Regions from separate parts of the Mus musculus genome. Here region 1 is linked to region 2. A link is a contact called in public Hi-C data. All regions are on one chromosome and are shown on one strand. Each heading gives the region's core, a stretch centred on a gene start, on an enhancer-like site or on the middle of the called end of the contact. The rest is flanking DNA. Distances are from core to core; before and after follow the strand shown.

Region 1 (6,936 bases), core at 4,227-6,726, 86 kb after region 2:
AGAGTGATTTTAAAAAGTATTTAGTCTTTTCATATACTTTTAAGTGGCAAATCTTAGAGCAAAATATAGACCATGCTACAAAGAGAAACATATTAGGCATAGGGCCATTTTATAAATAGAAATACTTCCCACTTGACCACACAGAATGGATCAACAAAGCTCCAAAGTTATTTATTAAAAATTAATTCATCCTTTTAACTACAAGATGTCATATTTGTAAGTATCATTTTTACTTTAAAATACTTTTCCAAATATACCCAAGAGTCATTTTATAAAGCTAATTAGTCCAAAACAAAAGAGGATGTTTTATTTTGCCTTAAGGATTAAAAATTAAATATTAAGTAAATATTCCTTATAGAGAATATTAAATAAGCTGTTCTCTCTTGCTTCCCCCGACCCCCAGTGTGTTTGTGTGTTTGTGTGTGTGTGTGTCTGTCTGTCTGTCTGTCTGTCTGTCTGTCTGCCTGTGTATCTGTATGTTACTGGGAATTGAACCCAGGGCATTTAATATGCCAAGCATGCACTGTACCACTGACCTCTGACCCCAGCCCAAAATCAGCATACTCCTCTATTACTCTCCACCTTTTTTTTTAAAGATCAAGGCTCTCATTGAACCTGAAGCTTGGTGTCTTGGCTAACGAGCTGACCAAGAAGCCCCTCAGAGCACCTGCCTCTGATGCCTGGGACACCATTGTGTCTAGCTCTTCTCATGACCCAGTGTAGGTCCTCATACATGAACTGCAAGTGTGAGCCATCATCCCAGCCACTAGATTCTTCTACATTTTTCCAAACTTATTTACCACATATTTGCACATCACAGATTTACTGAACACTTGGAGCTTCCGTGTAACATTTCTAATCCCTTCTCCCTTGATTAACCATTGCTCGAACTGCAACATGCTGCATTAATTTTTCAGGTTTTTAAAGGGGAAATTACAATGCCTGCTGTGATAATTGTAATCCTACCCTAACTGCAGCAATCACTTAAGAACTACTTCTCTGCTTATCATCAGTAATACTAAGTAATAAAAAAATAATTTTGTCAGGAATATTCTGGGACATGATTGTTTAATAATTTTTAGTATTCTGAAAACTCAATCTAATAGATGCTTAGCACCATAAATTGGGATACTGCCTGGTGACACGGCCCATTCTAAATTCCCTCTAATGAAGTAAGAGTCCCCAGACAGCTCACAGTCAATCAATAGCAACTCTGCTCTCTAGCTGCCTTCCCTTCCAGGCATGATCACAGAAGCAGCTGCCAGGCCAGGCCGACAACAGTGTAATCAAGGTTGAGGAATTTGCTGGGATCAAATCAATTTAGATTCAAGTCCAGCACTTTAGGACTGCTTTACCTCCTGGCAACCAGCCACTCACTGTGTGTCAGATGAGCCAAAACGAAAAGCATTCATTCCACAGTGAGCACAGGCTCCCTTGATCTTAAATCTGAAAAACGCATACGGAAAAGATAAGGTCTCACAGTCATGACATCTGACTGAAAATGAGCATGCACCATTATCAGTGATGATGTCAAGCAATCCTTTAAATATAATCGCCTGGCATTTTCATGTTTTGATGTTAGTGTTATTACTACCAGAGTATCCACTTAACCACATGATTATTCTGCACTATTCTGAGTTCTTGACAAACAACAAAGTACCTATGATGAACCAAGACAAAATCAGCCATGGCTTTTTATTCTTATTAACACTGGAGTTTAGTTCAACCCAAATATATAGGTGAAAATCAACCCAGAAGCATCAAAAAAAAAAATCTATTTATAGTAACTGATTACACAAGAGACAAGATAATGTGAATACATAGAAAGATGAGCAGCAGTCATTCTGTTGCTGTCACAAGATCATAAACTAGTCATAAGGAGCCCTGTGATCCCATGGCACTTGCTGTCAATGAGACCACCAATGTCACTCACTTAGATCACCGTATTATAACACCTTCCAGAGTCACACGTTAGTAACTACTACATTTTTAACATGCCTTCTTTCTACCCTATTCTTAAATCAAAATACTTAAATAAATAAGACTGGAAAATACATGCAGGAGGGGAAAGCCACATGTTGTTAAGGAAAATGAGGTGACTTTTCCTCTGGAAAGTAAGATAACTGAAAAATAATTCAATTTAGGGAACTCATAAGATAAACTGAGACAGAAGGTAGAAGATCCCTCAACTCTGAAAAGCCAACAAATATTAAAATATTTTAGAGGATTTGGAAAATCCAAATTCTAAATCAAGTTTTCCCTTCAAGTAGACAATACTTGAGAGCTCTCTGTTTGAGGATGTCTCAATACTTAGAGACACAGCATGGCCCTCAAGCTCTTGTTCAAAGCTTGCATAAACAAAGCGTTAAGAACCTGGCTCATATACCTGGTTGTTCTTCTCTGTCAGCTGGACAAGGGTTTCAGCTTGTTTCTCCATTGACCGTTCCAACTTCTTATGCTTCAGCTTCCACTGCCGGATGGACTCCTGGGCCTTGGCTTTCAGGTCCTCCCTCCTCTTCTCAGCCTCCTCTCGCAGGGTCTCTGACCTCTGGAACTCACTAAGGTAGTGTTCCGCCTGCTTGGTCGCTTCCTCTGCGTGTTGACTCAGCTCTGAGAGCTGGAGGTCGGTCCGCTTACGATTGGCCTCGCAGGTCTCAAAGTGATTCTGGATCTCCGTCAGTTGGTCCAACATCTGCAGCTGTTGCTTTTCCCGGTTCTCCAAGTCCCGGGTTAGGTTCTAGGAATTAACCACATGGAACGTTAGGGTGAAATTCTTGTCAGTGTTGGGTATGTACCATGCAAACTAAGACACTGAACTGTCACGGAGACAAAAGTCATCACTGCCCAACTTCATTCACAGTCAATCTAGAATGTACAGTTCCCTCTGTGTATTTAACAGTCAAATTAGCTGCGGATAAACTATTATCTCTCTTTCACACCGTATCTTTGTAATTGCCACAAAAATGGATGGCAGTGCTAAGAAAAATGTGTTATTTTAGTAAAAATCTAGTTTTTTGTTCAACAGAAGCAATGTCAGTGATTTAAAATGTGTCAGCTTATTAGAAAAGTCTTAGAAGCAATTATGTAGCATTTTACTTTCTAGCAGCACCTGAAACTTTATTACAATAAAATAATAAACTACTAACGATAACATGAGCATTGATGATGGACACACTACTGTAGATAACACTATACTTCAGAGTTCCTCTCAAAGATCCCGTGTGAAATGGCCTCTGTTATTTCCAGCACTTCTCTCAAGCTGATATGAACCACTGCAGTATAGATTTTTAAATAAAGTTAAATTTATTCAGGACATTTCTCTGCTCAAGGCAAGTATCGTAAAATGTAGTTCTCCTCAAGCAGGGAGTGGTGGGTAATTTTTACATTTGGAAGTTTATACTTAATCATGATGTATAAACATATTCAACATGAAAATAATTAAATACTGAATTAAAAAATAAGAGGTTGGTATTATATGAGTTAATGTTATTTCACTCAAAAAGTTTTGTAAGGAAGTCCCAAGCACAGAAATAAGTATTTAGAGTGTTTTACCAGAGCTGTCCCTCCTGGGAGTCACTTTGCTCTGCCAAGAAGTGACAAAAGGAACTCTAAAAAGCCACAGGTACAAATAATAGTGAATCCAACAAGCTAAAGTAGCTGTGAATCATGGCAGCAAACACCATCTATATGCACAAAGGCACTGACAAACAGGCAGGCTGGACCACGGACAGAAACCCAGCAGCACTTTCCAGCCTCAATTCCATCAGGCACAGTCAATGAGTCAAAGCAGAGCTCCGTTCCCCTGAAATTCAATGATAACCAAGCTCCAATCCATAGGATCCCAGAGGGCAGGTATAAAGAAAGGGGCTAGGAGGGGCAAGATAGAGCTCCTTAGGAAAGGGAAAAGGAATAGACAGTTATGCTTAGAAGTGGGGGAGGCTTCTAACAGGAGGGTCAAGCAGAAAAGAGGAGAAGAGAGACAGAGAGAAAGAGGAACAGAGAGAGAGAGAGATGAGGAGGGACTACAGGGAGAGACAACTAAAACGAAGGATAGTATGAAAACATAATACAGCAGAAGCTTCCCAATAATAATAAAAAATAAAAAGTACACACACACACATACACACACACATTATATATATATATAAAATGTGTGTGTGTATATGTGTGTGTGTATATATGTGTGTGTGTATATATATGTGTGTGTGTGTGTATATATATATATATATACAATCTACATGAGATCATCAAATAGAATCCTATTTGTTTTCTAATGAAAGGGGTTGGATCCAAATGGGAGGGGAGTTGTAGAGGAACTGGGAGGTGTAGAGAGAAGGGAAAGCATAATTGGGATATAGTATATGAGGACAAAAAACTTTTTCAATATTAAAAAGTCAGTTTGACAGTATACAAAAAACGTTTCTTTTCAAACAAATCCCAAAGCCTTGAAACCAAGGTTCACTTTCAGAGCAACAGGTTTTCATTTTCTCAGTTCACCAAGTTCAAGGAAGCCTGGAAGACTTGAGTCACTCCATTGTCCACCCAAATCAAACAGTAAACTGAGAAGTGTGCACTTGTTTGCATGGAAAATTTCTAAGCTGAGATCAGAAAACCCTAGTGATTGTGGTTTACCATTTGCCCTTATGCTACAAGCTTTACTGATATTCTAAAAACCAATCTTATCAATGAGCAACAGCCACCTGATTCCACATTTAACAACAACAAAGTTGGGGAGGGGGGTCCTTCCTGTCTGTTTTGGCAACAAGACTTACAAGGAGAGTGATCAAGGCTACTCTGTGTCAGACACATGGCTTCTAGATTGCGTAAATGTCAAAGAAACTGACAGTTTAGTTGGCAAGCTCTTCACAGCCAACCTCCAAGTAACACTGAACATGAGTGAAAACTAACACTGGCAGGTTCCTTCCTGTTGCTGTACCTGATCATTATCAAAGAGAGGACGTCTCCCTTGGCATCTTTTTTGTGAACTTTCAAGCCCGGGTTCATAACTTCCATATTCTTTCACTTTGCTCACTTTCTTGCTGACCTCTCAAACTCTTTCCTTAACAAAACCATGAACAGTGGGTGAACTAGGCAATTTCCTAATCCCTACCACAAGCTCTGAATCTCTTGAGGGAGGAAAAAAAAAATCACACAGAAACATTAGTCAATCCAATCACAAATCAGGAGCCACCTTCCAGCACTCAGGAATGTTTCCCCACCTCTCTCCAATTTATTCTATGGCCATTCCAAACTCGCTCCTTTACTACTCTACCATCTTTCAGTCACTTTAGTATGCAATCCAACTCTTCCTTTATAGGCTAAACTGAGGCAGTTAAGGCAGGGTACCACCAAAGTGACTTACCCATGCAACTCGGAATCTTTCCAAGGGCTAATATGTCTTCCTCGGTGGCCTCTATATGACTCCATCATCAGTACATAAATAAGCCAGTAATGCTATTTCCTGGAGGCAGCTTTATGATTAGAAGGTATAGAACTAACTCAGGCCCCCTAGTGATGACATTTAGTCACTGTTTAGATGCAGTTTAAGGGGAAAGTCAAAAAACACAGAAAACCCCCTATTTATCTAAAAATTACTTCCCATACATTATTAAAATGTTATTAGAACTTCCAACTAAACCTGAAAACTTCATACAACTCATTTCCATTTCTCCTCTCAGTCTTTAAAGGGGAGAAAATGTTGATGTGTGTTTGTGTTAAAGGCCTCGGGTTTAGTGAGCTCCAGAAGGATGTAAAGGACACAGTACTTTATAGTCAACCTTAAGACACAGTTTAGTAAAATTAAAGGATATCAAGAAAACTGAGCAGAGGAAATCAGGACAGAGGCATATGCCCATGGAGAATAGGAGCGAGTGTCCAGTTCTCTCCCAGCAGAGTTAAAGATGGAACGCACAATCCCTCTAGCAGTGAACTCATTACAAGGTTTAGCTCTGAGATTTAACTATGGGATGGTCACATAAGCACCATCTGCCTAACACACATATCAAAATTCAAACTCAAAGGCAAAAAAAAAAAAGAAAAAGACATTCAACACAAAGCGCATTATTTACACAGACTAAGCAAAGTAAAGAGCAGCAAGCCTCACACAGGGTTCACTTCAAATCCCAGCTCTGGGACTGAGCCATCGGAAGCAAAGCTACTCCACTTACAAAGTGAGCCAAAGAACATCAACCACTCCTAGGATTCACAACCCACACAGGATCTCAAACCTCCTCAAGAATAAGTGGCACATCGAAGAAATTAAGAACAGATTTTTACATCTGACCAGAGGCCAGAATTTAAAAGCAAGTGTACAATGCCTACATGTTAGAGGGACTTGAAGCAGAGCAAGCAATGGAAGTTAAAGTATTTTACTTACACAGAAAGGACTAGCCATAAGTCCTTGGGAGTCAAGTGATACATCACTGCACCAATCCCGAATATAGGCTAAATAACTTTAATCTTTATATAAATGGTCAAAACCAGAAAGGAATCATGGAATAGGAATTACATAAATAAACATCAATCCATAGTTATTTCTAGAAATTTGTAGAAACCGGGTGGCGGGGAGCGGGGGGAGGCAGGGGGGCAGAGAATCACAGGGTAATTTGAAATAAGAACCAGAAGCTAGAGTCATAGTACAGAGGTAAAGAACTTGCCTAGCATGTACAAGGCCATGGGATCAAACCCCAGTATTGGGGGAATAGGGGTTTTGGAAACCTTCCTATCTCGCTGGACATTCTGGTTCAAGCATGTAATTCCAACATTTGGGAAGCTGAAGCAGGAAAATTAACAAAAAATCGATGTCAGCATGAGATACAGAGTGAGTTCCAGGTTAACTAAGGCACATAGCAAGACCCTGTCTCAAAACATAAACACTATATATATAAATAAATGAATAAACAGATATGTGCAAAGCAGAGGTAAACATCTCCTACC
Region 2 (6,793 bases), core at 3,361-5,860:
TTTTCCACTGAATGGTTTTAGCTCCTTTGTCAAAAATCAAGCGACAATACATGTGTGGGTTCATTTCTGGTTCTTCAAACCTATTCCATTGATCTATTTGCCTGTCACTGAACCAATAGTCATCAGGGAAATGCAAATCAAAACAACCCTGAGATTCTACCTCATACCAGTCAGAATGGCTAAGATCAAATACTCAGGTGACAGCAGATGCTGGTGAGGATGTGGAGAAAGAGGAACACTTCTCCATTTCTGGTGGGATTACAAGATGCTGCAACCATTCTGGAAGTCAGTTTGGTGGTTCCTCAGAAAATTAGACATAGTACTACCTGAGGACCCAGCAATACCACTCCTGGGCATATATCCAGAAGATGTTCCAACTGGTAATAAGGACACATGCTCCACTATGTTCATAGCAGCCTTATTTATAATAGCCAGAAGCTGGAAAGAACCCAGATGTCCCTCAACAGAGGAATGGACACAGAAAATATGGTACATTTACACAATGGAGTACTACTTAGCTATTAAAAACAATGAATTTATGAAATTCTTAGGCAAATGGATGGAACTAGAAAATATCATCCTGAGTGAGGTAACCCAATCATAAAAGAAAATACATGGCATGTACTCACTGATAAGTGCATATTAGCCCAGAAGCTTGGAATACACAATATATAATTCAGAGTCCACATGAAGTTCAAGAATAAGTCAGACCAAACTGTGGATACTTTGGTCCTTCTTAGAAGGGGGAACAAAATACCCATGGAAGGAGATAATATACCCAGAGACAAAGTGTGGAACAGAAACTGAAGGAAAAGCCATCCAGAGACTGCACCACCTGGGGATCCATCCCAGATACAGTGACCAAACCTAGACACTACTGTAGATGCTAACAAGTGCTTGCTGACAGGAGCCTGATATAGCTGTCTCCTTAGAGGTTCTGCCAGTGCCTCCCAAATACAGAAGTGGATCCTCACAGCCATCCATTGGACAGAGCACAGGGTCCCAATGAAGGAGTTAGAGAAAGTACCCAAGGAGCTGAAGGGGTTTGCAGCTCCTTAGGAGGAACAACAATATGAACTAACCACTACCCCTAGAGCTCCCAGGGACTAAACCACCAACCAAATAGTACACATGGAGGGATCCATGGCTCCAGCTGCTTATGTAGCAGAGGATGGCCTTGTCAGTCATCAATGGGAGGAGAGGACCTTGGTCCTGTGAAGGCTCGATGTCCCAGAATAGGGGAATTCCAGGACCAGGAACAGAAGTGGATGGGTTATTGAGCAGGGAGATAGGGGGTTTTCAGAGAGGAAACCAAGAAAGGGGATAATACTTGAAAAGTAAAGAAAATATCTAATAAAAAAGTCAATATTTAAAGGAAAAAAAGAAGAGTTAATGGACAGGAAATTGAGTGTGGATTTTAACTTTTGAAAATGTATTAAAACAGAGAGGCTCTAACTGGCTGTCAGGGAAGGCAGGATAAGAATCTAAAGAGAAAGAAGGATCGCCATGCTCCAGAGACAGGCCTTATGCAACACCTTTGAGAGAAGAGTTGAGCAACGCACCAGACTTGAGTTGAGGAAAGAAAGATCCAGAAGGTTGAAGACCCATGGAGCTTCTAAACACTATTTGCAGATCAACACCCACCAGCCATCCCACCACGAATAAACCTCAGAGGAAATATGACAATCACAAAAAACTATTACTCAAAGTATTCAGAGCAATGGCTGTGATACAAGATGATGGCAACAGAGAACATGCACTGTGAACAAAAGTGTCTGCGGGCACAGCTCACACACAAACTGCAATACCGTAAGATGGAAGAGCCAGGCCATACTCTATGAACACTGAATTTCTTGCACGGGTAAAATTAAAAGCAAAAGGATGTCTTCAGTACATAGTCAGACATTATGTGTATGAATTATTCAAGAGGGGAACATGAGTATATATGAATGAAAATCTCAGGCAACAGCAAATTAGAACATTGTCAGAGGCATCTCAGGACAAGAGGAAACAGTGGGGGGCGGGGGGCTCAGACTGATGAAATCCCATCAGGATGCCATTAAAGGATCTCTTAAAGGCCCCAACTCTTCACACCACCACAGTAGCTGTGCAAGTTTAGCATAAATTCCAAGGAACATTCAAATCTGTACAATTATTTGGTAGTTCAGAAAACAAAGTATGCACATTTAATGTCTACCAAAAAAAAATACTTTATTCCTTAACAGGGCATAAAATGCTCTTTTAAATTTCCATTTTTTCCTATTTAAAAACCATTTTACTCATTAAAAATAAATTTGAATCACTCTTTGCTTTTGGGCAAAAATAGGAATCAACTGGTTTCAGAGTCTTACAAGGCATCAAATAGAGTGCACGTTTCTCTAAAAGAGGGGTGACAAATGAACAATCACGTGAAAGCCCAACAGAAAGTTATAAAAGGCAAGAATTAAAAATAACAGATCCAATTCTAAACTCTACAATGTATTTAAATCTAGAGTTCAGGCAGTTATTTTAAATTTAGAATATAATTATATACTTAAAAACAATGTTTTCCATAGGCTACATCACTATACTTAACCAAATTAGTGATTTGTTTTTACCTTGTCAAGATAGATACACATCAAAAAAGCTCATCAATAATTTAAAGGAAAATTGTGGCAATTAAATAAAAATCATTTTAATGTATAGTGAATGTTAACGCTTCAAAGATGTTTAGTTAAATAGAAATATGCAAGGATTCCCTGAGATATTTCCCCACAAGTGCTTTGTTTTTCATAATGAGTACAGTTTTCACTTTAGTTTTTTGTTTTTCATTAAAAATGATTTTGCTTAGATAATTTTGTACATCAACCATAAATGAGGATAGCTTGTTGTTTAGTATATTAGGTTAATCACATCACCTAGAGTCTATGAATGGGGTGGAAAACACTGGGAAGAAAGCACAGGGATTGTTAAAAGGATGGAGGGCTGTTTGCACCCCTTAGAGAGGGGATGCCTATACTAGAAACACGAGGAGTAAAAGAAACAGACATGATTCAGAAACATCACCCTGAGTAGAGGAAAAGCTACCAATGGGAGACACTGAACGATAATTAGTTCACCATTAATTAAAGACAGGATTTGAGGCAAAGCATTCCCAAAGAATGAAGACAAAAACTCATCATTATCAGAGCAACACAGTCATTATCAGGTATAATTCTGAAATAAGATCAAGTGTGAACAGTGTATGTTCTCAGATAAGAACAGTGATGCTGCCCAAGCACACGCTTGGCCGAGTACAACAGCCTTCGAGATGGTTTCTCTGTCCATTCTAGAAATGTTTAGCACACATATCCAAAGACAATAACTTATGCTATAGTACATAGCTCAAAAAAAAAAAAAAAAGCAGTCCCTCGTTGGCAAAATGTTTAAGATGATGTCACTGACCCACATTTAAGTCACTATTTAGAGCAGTCAGAGAAGAGAAAACTGCTTTCTGAATTCCCTACATCACTCTATGAGTCCTACTTCTTTAAATTATATCAACAACTATTGACATTGTAACCATAGAATATATACCAGTATTTGATATAGGCTTTTATTTATGAGAAAATTTTGCTTTGAACCTTGAGGGAACATTTTAAATCACTGATAATATACAATCACATACATACACACACACACACACACACACACACACACACACACACACACACAGAGAGAGAGAGAGAGAGACAACAGACAGAGACAGAGACAGAGACAGAGACACACAGACACAGACACAGACACAGACACAGACACAGACACAGACACAGACACAGACACAGACACAGATACAAAGGGAAAGAACCAAACCAAACAGTTTTGCCCATGACCTCCCAGGTTCCTGCCTTCTTTACCAAGAGTGTTCCCTCTATTTGCAAGTTCTGATTATAGACTTCAAGGAAAGGAGGTAGGTCCAAGTAGAGTATTACATTAGTTATATTTTCCCAGTCTCACCCAGTCAAGATTGTTACCATCTTTTTAAGAAAACAGCTGAAAATCTCTACTCTGAGAAAAAGGAACTGCTTCTGAGAAGAACCAGGTGAAGAGCCTCACCAGAGAAGAACGGAAGTGGATCTCAAAGCCTCACCAGAGAAGAACGGAAGTGGAACTCAAATCCTCACCAGAGAAGAACGAAAGTGGAACTCAAATCCTCAACTATATTCCTCAGCTCTTACAGATCTTAGGCTTTATAATCAGTGTTCAGGGCTGTAAAGGGGTGAGTGGGAGAAGCTGTGTGTTACTCAGCAGGCACCAAACAACACCCAGGACTTTAACGTTTAAACGCGTGGCCAGGGCACGTCACCCCCATTCCTCCTTAGTTGCTCATTCTGTAAGTCAGTCTTCCTCTGGGAATGAGAAGATGATTAGCTGGGCTTAAGTCTCTTCTCTCCAGAAACAGAGATCTGGTTTCTGCAGTTGACATAGGCCACACAGCAGGCAGTATTCTGGAAAAGACTACATCTCGAATAAAATCAAGGGAATGGTAGAAAAACTGATAAACAGGAGAAATGATCTACTACATCTGCCACAGGGCTCCTCTGACGTCAGATATTGACTCAGCTTCCCTTTGTTGATTGAACTGGGTTTTGTTCCTACCATATACATCAAGTCTATATAGCTTTTATCTTAGTGGGCTGGATTCTTTTTCCTCTGAGTGTGTGCTATTCATTCTACTCACCTCACATGTGTGTCTGAACTGAGGCATAAGTGCTAACTGAGGATTCTGTTTTGGCTTGGTAATAAAATATGTGGTAACAAAATTGATTAAAAGGGAAAGACTTCTCTTCTGATACACAGGATGGACTCATGAAACAGGAGAGGCCGGTTGTCCACTACAGAAAAACCTACTGATTTTCTCCATATCTGCTTTTAGTGAAGCCAGTGTGCTTACTTAGCAGAGCTTAGTGTGGTTACAGCGTAAGGAATATCTTGGTAGGATAAGATAGGAAGTGCCCGGAGAGGGAAGAAACGGAGCGGGATGGCTTCTGGGAATTAATTTCCCCTTCCCCGTGCTCTGCCCAAAAGGGAGAAGCACGTCACTTTAGATTGGTGAGAGGAAAACCAAGTGCAGGCAAAAACTCTCTAGCATCATATTCTTTGCTCCCTTCTAGGAGACAAACTGACTGGCTGTCCCAGAAGTCAAAGCCTTAGCAAGTTGGCAGCAGTGCATGGGCAAGAAGGTGGAGGGTCCAAGGTTTTAATGCACTAAGTGAGTGACCTTTAGTCCCAGTACAGTCTCAAAGGGAAGCAGGAGGCACTAAGAGTGGCTGGCACTCCTACAGAAAGGTAGTCACACTCTAGGGAAGCTACAGAGCAGACTGCCTTGTAGAATTTAACTGAGTGTACATGCAGGCCGGGAGAAGGAAGCACAGCAGAGGGAACAGAGAAGAGAAAGACCAGCACTGGTTCATGGGAACAAGGCCCAGCAAAGACCATCCCAGAAAAAGTCAACATGGGTGGTAACGGAAGCAGGTACCCTGCCTGCCACACAGAGGCGTAAGTTGCCTCCTCAGGCACTGGGAAGATTAACTGAGAGACGCTCTCCAAGCCCAGGCATCCTGGAAGGGAATGCTTACATTTTCAACTAGATCCGACACTTAGCTTACTTCTACCTGCTCCATGCCATGTCTGACAGGATCTCATTTTTGTAATGGTTCGAAGGAAAAGGATTTTTTTTTAATCACCGTAGTGCTTGCTCTTTCTCCCAAATGCTAATCCTTGCTCCCTTACTCTAGGCGAGCTGCGCCTCAGCCAGGCTGGACAGCCACGGTATTAGGATCTCTGTGCTGGGGCTTTTCTCTGACAGGCACATTTGCCTCTCAGATATCCTCAGGGATTGCTGCATTTTCTTCTTCAACCTAATCACTCGCTCTAATAGCCTACTCTGATCTCATTGAAAAGACAAGCTGCAGCCCTCTAATGTCGCAAAGCAACAGTCTTATATACCTAATACAGCTGCTTTTAAATTCTGTGCTCACCCAATGCAGTGCAAGCAGCGGGACTGCAGAGATTTCTATTCCTCTCCAGTTCTGAAATTAGAACAGAACTTTAGTAGGCACCCAACATGTGGTAACTAAGCAGTGACCTGATGTCCTATACTCACGCATGGGCTGTGACCTCACATGTGCTCCTGTGCAGTCTCCCCTTATACTATCCTCATCACCCTGTCTCAGGCTCAGCCACTGGAATGCAACGTCCAATGAGAGTCAAGCAAAAACCATGACGTTTGTAGTACAAGGGCCACTAACGTTTGCTGACTTCTTCCTTTTATATGCTTTATGTATAGCTGTGGATCTGGTGCTGGCCCCTTCCCAGGAAAACATTATCAGCTGTTCTGAACAGAGGAAATAAAAACCAAAACTGCTGAGACAGTCTCCAGGGTGACAACGCCCTGGGATTCAAACTCAGACGTTTAGGCTTTATGACTTCACCGTAATAACTGTTCATTTCATCCCAAGGCTTGGACATTTCCAGCCGTCGGTGGGACACCTGCTGCAGGTTATTTGGTGAAGTCGGTTCATCAGATACTTACTACAGTTAGAGCTACTTTACAATAGGGCAAAACAAAAGGGTCTAAGGAGTACAGTAACACAAACACGTGAAGGAATGTGTTAAATAAAATGTTCAAGGACAAAAGCATGTATACAGCACAAAAATTATTTATTTTTAACTATTCTTCACAGTAATCAGGAAAAAAATGAAACCAATGGGAAAGAGAAATTTCTTAAAAGACAGAATAAAAACATACAAATTGAAGTCACACAAAAGGTGA

The links. Hi-C and Micro-C count contacts between places; a contact is called where the count stands out from the background.
Region 1: a contact with region 2 is called in a Hi-C map of Th1 cells, with 1.9 times the contacts expected there. The contact joins two enhancer-like sites. A contact is called at or near these places in 1 of 15 datasets of contacts at CTCF or cohesin (CD8 T cells), 3 of 484 Hi-C or Micro-C datasets (Th1 cells and nephron progenitors), 3 of 115 datasets of contacts at active chromatin or transcription factors (CD8 T cells, double positive thymocytes and intestinal villus epithelium) and 3 of 9 other capture datasets (adipose tissue, embryonic stem cells and liver).

What each region holds. Positions count from the first base shown.
Region 1 is chr12:91,264,350-91,271,285 of GRCm38.p6, forward strand. It overlaps Cep128 (centrosomal protein 128), which reads right to left. Exons shown (of 26, transcript NM_181815.3): 15 at 2,387-2,737. Among named protein-coding and RNA genes, the nearest start is that of Cep128, 120 kb to the right of the region's middle. Within about 2 kb of position 5,477, at least 21 of the 459 cell types and tissues checked have an H3K27ac peak or open chromatin away from gene starts, as enhancers often do. A contact at or near this core is called in CD8 T cells and Th1 cells, where this site is marked.
Region 2 is chr12:91,179,556-91,186,348 of GRCm38.p6, forward strand. All of the region lies in intron 20 of Cep128 (centrosomal protein 128), which reads right to left. Among named protein-coding and RNA genes, the nearest start is that of 5430427M07Rik, 140 kb to the left of the region's middle. Within about 2 kb of position 4,611, at least 94 of the 459 cell types and tissues checked have an H3K27ac peak or open chromatin away from gene starts, as enhancers often do. A contact at or near this core is called in CD8 T cells and Th1 cells, where this site is marked.